Linked DNA regions of Ovis aries: region 1 is linked to region 2. A link is a contact called in public Hi-C data. All regions are on one chromosome and are shown on one strand. Each heading gives the region's core, a stretch centred on a gene start, on an enhancer-like site or on the middle of the called end of the contact. The rest is flanking DNA. Distances are from core to core; before and after follow the strand shown. Region 1 has its middle 180 kb from the start of TRNAS-GGA. Region 2 has its middle 27 kb from the start of TPRG1.

Region 1 (3,334 bases), core at 428-2,927, 180 kb before region 2:
GTTGCATCTGAATCTTTTGGCGACCCGATGGGCTGTAGCCTGCCAGGCTCCTCTGACCATGGCATTTTTCTAGGCAAGAACACTAGAGTGGGTTGCCATTTCCTTCTTCAGGGGATCTTCCTGACCCAGGGATTGAACCTGCATCTCCTGCATTTCAGGCAGATTCTTTACCACTAAGTCACCAGGGAAGCCCTTGCTTCAAAGAGGCAAATACAAAACAATTAAAATATTCTGTTACCTATTCCTTCTCTCTCTCTCTTTTTTTCCAGTGTGCTACTTGTTGTTGCTTCTTTATTCATACATCTGGTGGAGATCTTGAGCGCACATGGGAGACAGACCTAGAGTTAAGTCCAGAGTGGTCAGCAAAGGTAAGGGCTAGATTAGTCCCAGAAGTGAGTGAAGCTGGCCTTGGTTTTTGGAGTCAGGAGCAATGAGTGGCCTTGGAGACTTCTGGCACTGGGGAAAGTTGCAGCTGTTTGTGCCCAGTTTCATACTCTGGACTTGGGTAGAGGTGAGAATATGGGGGTAGTGATCCAAGGCCATAGGGAGCGAGGCCGATGGCCATGCTGGAGATGCCCAGGTCACTTTGAGCAACTCCTCTCTCTGGCTAGGTGGATCTTTGCTCCCCTGGAAGACCACAGTATGAGTACTGGACGCACCCTAGGACAAGGGGGGGAGTCCCAAGTGTGGCTCCCAAGTTGGTCACTCACCAGCAGACGACTGTGAACAAGTCAGGTCCCTCGCTGACACTCCATACGACTTGCTACTGTGCTTCTGTGGCCATGAAGCTCATGAGTGTGCTTGGCCCACTGTGGACGTACAGACAGGTGAGACACTGAGGAAGGCGAGTCTAGGATTGCCTCCTCTGCAGTTCCTCATGAGGCAGTTATGCTGATGGAAGGCACAGCAGATGGACTCACACATACCTGACAGGAAGATGGGCATGGTTTTCAGTTACCCAGTTTCCAGCTCTGGAACTGTTAAACCTACCAGTGAGGATCGGCAGCACTAGCAAGTTTTGTGTGGGAGTGGGTGGAGGTGCTGGCTAGGATGGGGGAGCAGCCCAGGGAGAAAGGAGAGGGGAGGATGGATGAATGGAGTTGAGATCCACGCCTGGAAATTAATGTCATTGAAGTGAACGCTGCTCAGGTTCCAGCCTGGTGAGGGAAAGGGAGAGGCCATTGGGAGATCGGGTTCTCTCAGCTCTGCATTGATTCATCCTATGTCCCGAGGGCACCCGAGCTTCTCTCCCAGCCTCAGTTTCTCCATCTGTAAAATAAGATGCTACTTTCCCAAAGGTTGCAAAAGTCTAAGGATTTTCTCATTCAAGGGGAGTTTTCGACGGATGAATGAAAGAGACAGGAAAAACACCACAGTCTTTGCCCCAGACCCCCGGGGCCCAGGCCTCTTAAACCAATTTTGGAACCACTGCCTGGCAGTAGTGGGATAAAGCCAGAGGTTTCGTGTACGTCGGTGAGTGTGTGTGCGTGACAAGAGGGCTGTTAAATGAATCACTTTGTATCTAGCGGGGCAGCACCTGCTCCTCAGCCTCCAAAGGCAGCGTGAGCAACACAATCATTCAAAAGCTGCCGCTTTCCATTCACGTCTATAATTAGAGAGCGGGCTGCACAGGCAGCTGGCGCTGCAGGGGGCAGGGCCTATCCCTTAGCCCCACCCCCTTCCAGTCTGTTCCCCGCCCTCCGCCCGCGGAGTCTCCCGCAGCCTTCACCCTGCACTAGCCCCGGGCTAGGGGCTTGGCTCCCAGCCGCAGGATTCCTTCACTTACTGCCTGGACACGGGGCCCCCCTCCGCACCCTCACCTTGGGGCCCCCTATCAAGAAGGGTGGCTGTATTGGGGGTGGCATCCCCCTTAACCCCACCCGGCTACTCTGGCGTCCCGCCCTCCCCGCTCCCGCCTGCTCCCCCGCCCTCCCCGCCGCCCCTCCCAGCCACCTCTCCCTCTTTGTCGCATTACATAGTAATCTGAGATGCATTGGATGAGCTCCAGGGAACAGAATGTACTTGGCAGAGACGCAGGGCTTGATGTCTGCAAAATGTCGGAAACGCAGCCAAGAGCTGCTAACTGGGTCATTAACCTCCAAAAGCAAAGCGAGGACTGTAGGCCCGCTCTGCCTCCCTTCATCTCGCCAATAAAAGTGCCTCAGTGTGAGGGGAAGAAAAAGCCCCAAGGTTGGCTGCTTTGATTTCTAGGCACCAAAGGCAGGCCCAGCCCCTCCTCCTGGCCCGGGCTCTCTGGCCGCCCCTGCGCGGCGTCCCAGTGTACAAGTGGCCTTTGAAAGGCCGGGCCACCCCGCGGGGCCAAGCTCGCGCCTCTGGAAAGATGTTACCCGGCAGCCCTTGCCTACCGCACAGCCTCTGGCGCATTTAATTGGGTCCTGGAGGAGAAATGGGAGTGGGGTGGGGAAGGATTAGTGGAACAGGTTCTAGGTCCATCCCAGATCCCAGGACTAGAGGGGAGGGTTTGCCCTTCCTCTTCTGCGATGCTCCCTCTGCCTCCTTCCCTCCTCCTACGTGGCCTTCTCTTCCTTTCTCCTCTCTGGTCTCCTTTCTGAGAGCAGGCTGTGGGGTGGCTGTCTGGGTACGTGGCTGGCTCCAGGAGACTTGAGCTCTGTCACTTACTGTGTGACCTTGGATGAGTCATCCATTTGTCTACTCCTTCATTCCCTTATATGTCAGTTGCTGGCCGCAGTAACACCTTCCTGACCCATCTAGCAAAATCATGAGGCTCAAAAGTGACTGTCACTTGCAAACTGCAAAGCTCTGCTTATTGTCACTGACTGACTTAGTGTCACTGACTTTTGACTCCTCTGAAAGCCCCAAGGTCCAAACTTGCGGATCTGTGTATACTCCTGAGAAACATAGGAATATAAAGTAGTCTTACCATGAAGCTTCAAAGGTTTGAATACTCACAAGGGGGTAGCCCCTAAAATCCACCCCTCTCAAGCTGTCTGGCCCTGTTGGATTGCCAAACAGATACTTCCCCCTGATATCCAAACCCACTTCTCCCGAGGCTGGATAGAGAGAGAAAGTTCATGGCACTGAAACCCAAAGAGATGGTGCAGTTCCCCAAATGATGAGACCAGCTTACTTGGTGGAGGGAGGGAGGACAGTTGGCTTGGTGAGAATGGCAGCAGCCTATGCCCCGTGAGTCTGGACATCTGGGTCGTCTCACTCCAAGTCCCAAGGACTGGGAAAGTTGACTTATGCAACCCCACTCAGGAAAAGGACAGCTTATCCCTGGTGGTGTTCACAGAATTAGAACCAAGTCTGACCAGGCATCAGGATTCTTCCTGCCCATCCCTGCCGGGGTTCA
Region 2 (3,717 bases), core at 102-2,601:
GTGGCTCAGTCGTGTCTGACTCTTTGTGACCCTATAGACTGTAGCCTACCAGGCTCGTCTGTCCATGGAATTTTCCAGGCAAGAATACTAGAGTAGGTTGCCATTTCCTTCTCTAGCATATCACACCAAGAGTTACTTCTAGTGAGCTGTGTCTTCTGCAGGGTATTTCTGTTAATGCTAATAGTGAGTCCGAGCATTTACTTAATGCCCCTTGAATTGGTACTGTGCTAAATACTTTACAAGCCTTATTTAATGAGTACAACATCCCTCTGAGATATGTAGATGCTTCGTCCATTCTATAGATGAGGAAGCTAAGATTTGGAGAGGTTGAACAACTCACCCAAGGTCAAGTAGTTAGGATGTGGCAGAGGCAGAATTTGACCCACATCTGCTGACTCCAGAGCTTGGGTCTTAACTACCCCTCTATCCACTGAACGAGGTGTGTTGCTCAAGGTGGAGCAGAGTTAGCAGTGAGACCCATCTCAGGGAGATCCCCTTAGAACTGGGAGCTTGTTTGACTAAAAGAAATTGAACTCTTCAGAATCTTCTTGACTTATATCCAATTATACTCTCTACTCTAGCAGTGAAGAAAAGGAGAAGTCTGTAGGAACAGGACAAGTTTAGAGGGGCTAGAGCATTTTGGATGATGGGAGACACAACATAGAAGCTTTCAAAGGAGCAAGAAGGGAAGGCTCCTGCCTTCCTGGACTGTGGTGAGATTAGAGGCCTACAGAAACAGAAGGAAGTGAAAAGGTAAGGCCCTTTTTGTACCAGGGCACTTCGAGTCTGGAAGGTCTTTTGGAGATATTTCTCCTTGTTTCTTCACTTGGCCTGGGGCTGTCTTCTATTTGGGAGCCATTTTCTTCTGAGACATTCCAGAGCAGAGCACAGGGTCCCCAGGTAGTGAAGCGGTGAGGGGCTGCAGGCTCAGAGCACCTGAAGGTCTCCTGAGCTGATCATCCAGGATTCTCCAGTGCGGAAGGAGGCAGGAACTTGGGGAAGCCGCTGTCTTCAGAAGTTAGCCGGCATGTTTGGCTGACTTCTGCTTGTTGCCTGGGCGTAGTAGGTGGGGCTGGGCAGGAGGTTAAGAAACCTCAACAGATGGCAGCAATCAGTGGGTGTTGGTGGCCATTTCTCCTAAGTGTTGAAAAGATGGTCATCGTGTGCCTGTGACAATCAAACTCAACTCCAAGTTCCTCTGTCCTAGAACACAGACTAGAATAATCCTTTCTCAGCCTCCAGAAGGAAAGTTTTCAGAGAGAGGCGGTATCGAGGGAATACAGCAGCCGCCTGAGGTTCTGATTCACCATGTGACGTCTCCTGCCCAGTCACAAGCTCTGATGTCTGCGGAGATTTGTTTGTCAGTCTGCAAGGACAGAGATGAAAGGCAATTTGCCCTAACCTTCCCCCTCCCTTCTGGTTGGTAAGGGAAAAGTGTCCGCACACTGCCATCTGGTGGCAACTGCTGGTCACTGCAGTTCAAGTGAGAACGTTTGCTCAACCAACACTTTGGAGAAGGGGCCCACTTTCCTTCTTATAATGAACAAAATATGGTTCCTGCCCTTGAAGAGCATTAAGAAGGACCATAAAGAAGACTGAGCATCAAAGAATTGTTGCTTTTGAACTGTGATGCTTGAGAACACTCTTGAGTGTCCCTTGGACAGCAAGGAGATCAAACTAGTCAATCCTAAAGGAAATCGGTCCTAAATATTCATTAGAAGGACTCATGCTGAAGCTGAATCTCCAATACTTTGGCCACCTGATGTGAAGAGCCTACTCATTGGAAAAGACCGTGATGCTGGGAAAGAGTGAAGGCAAGAGGAGAAGAGGGTGACAGGACGAGATGGTCAGATGGCATCATTGACTCAACGGATATGAGTCTAAGCAAACTCTGGGAGATAGTGAAGGACAGGGACGCCTGCCCTTCCCTGACATGCTGCAATCCATGGGGTCACAGAAAGTCAGACACGACTGAGTGACTGAAAACGACTTGAAGAGCTCCCAGTCTAATGGAAAAACCTGACATGTTAGCAAATAATTGTATCTTAAAAAGCACCATTTTAGGAGTGTAAACTGTTAGGTAATCTGATTGATAAGTAAGGAATGTGGGAAAGAAGTTATAGACAAAAGCTGGAAAAAGGTTGAGGCCAGGCCATGAAAGACTTTGAATGTCTGAGTAAGGCAATGAGTCCATATAAGATGAGTTAGCAGGAAAATCTGGGATCAGGTTTCAGTGGTAAAGTAATCTGGACAAGTGTCTATACGTATGCTCTCAAGCTTCTAGACCCTTTAGTTATTTGAAGTCTCCTATGGAACCTATCGGAGAAGGCAATGGCACCCCACTCCAGTACTCTTGCCTGGAAAATCCCATGGACAGAGGAGCCTGGTGGGCTGCAGTCCATTGGGTCGCTAAGAGTCGGACACGACTGAGTGACTTCACTTTCACTTTTCACTTTCATGCACTGGAGAAGGAAATGGCAACCCACTTCAGTGTTCTTGCGTGGGGAATCCCAGGGACAGGGGAGCCTGGTGGGCTGCCATCTATGGGGTCTCACAGAGTCGGACACGACTGAAGCGACTTAGCAGCAGCAGCAGCATGGAACCCATATGTAAACTAGCTGAAGCCATAGATATTCAGGGTGAAGTAGAAGGGACAGTTTAGAGCCTGAAGAATTGTCTCCCACCCTCCATCTCCCTTCCTTGGTGCATGTAGATGCTTTGGGGCAATACTGAAGCCCAGCAAAACATAGTTTAATACCTACCGCTGTGGACAGTCCCTTCACTAACGTGACCTTTCCTGTTCTGATCCTAGAGCTAACCACATCCTGTCCTTCTCATATATTAGGTCCTAGATATTTTCCTATATTTTAAATTAATGACAAAATTATGCTACTTATTCTTGATATTTTTAAAGATACTGTTTTTTAGAGCACTTTTAGGTTCACAGCTTAATTAAGAGGAAGATAGAGAGACTTCCTATGTATTCCTTGCCATTCCACGTGGCTCCCCCATTTACTATCAGCTGTTCCAAGAGGAGTATGTTTGTTACCACCGATTACCCATGAACCTCTACTGACATATCATAATCAACCAAAGCACAGAGGTTGCATTAGAGTTTTACTGCCCTAAAAACATTCTGTGTTCATCCCTTTCCCCACTCCCTGGTAACCACTGACCTCTTTATTGTCTCCCAAGTTTTGCCTTTCCAGAATGTCATACAGCTGAAATCATATACAGTATGTAGCCTTTTAAGACTGACTTCTTTCCTATGCTTTTCATTAGAGCTGCTTACATTAAACTTTATTTTATGCTCACCCCCATTATATTAATAAATTAACTTTCTTAAACACGAAACCTATATCACTTGGTCCCTGGCTCTAGTTGCAAGAGGGTACATGTAGGAAGGTGACTAGAGACCAGCCATCTCTGCAGTGCCTATTAAGCATCATTTATCTGCTGCCCAATATGCTAATTCACATTCAGTATGTGCAGCATACATGCCGTCCTTGGCCCACAGACCATCTATGATGGAGTTTTGAGAGGGAATTTTTTGGCTCTTGCTAATGGCATGTAATTTGTTGCCTTTATTTTGAGAACTGCACTTTGGGAAAGCAGTCAAGACCTTGTAATGAGTGGCTGAATTAAGGAGAGCTGCTTGTCTTGCTGTTCTGTAAAGCCTTGTAGCCTCTGGATGGCATTTGCTCTAAGAAGAGGGAT

What was found. Hi-C and Micro-C count contacts between places; a contact is called where the count stands out from the background.
Region 1: a Hi-C map of muscle shows a contact between it and region 2, with 5 times the contacts expected there. The contact joins two enhancer-like sites. A contact is called at or near these places in 9 of 16 Hi-C or Micro-C datasets (hypothalamus, liver, mesenteric adipose tissue and 5 more).

Annotation. Positions count from the first base shown.
Region 1 is chr1:199,178,079-199,181,412 of ARS-UI_Ramb_v3.0, reverse strand. No RefSeq gene overlaps it. Among named protein-coding and RNA genes, the nearest start is that of TRNAS-GGA, 180 kb to the left of the region's middle. Within about 2 kb of position 1,677, at least 48 of the 54 cell types and tissues checked have an H3K27ac peak or open chromatin away from gene starts, as enhancers often do. A contact at or near this core is called in muscle and tail adipose tissue, where this site is marked.
Region 2 is chr1:199,000,330-199,004,046 of ARS-UI_Ramb_v3.0, reverse strand. No RefSeq gene overlaps it. Among named protein-coding and RNA genes, the nearest start is that of TPRG1, 27 kb to the right of the region's middle. Within about 2 kb of position 1,351, at least 18 of the 54 cell types and tissues checked have an H3K27ac peak or open chromatin away from gene starts, as enhancers often do. A contact at or near this core is called in muscle and tail adipose tissue, where this site is marked.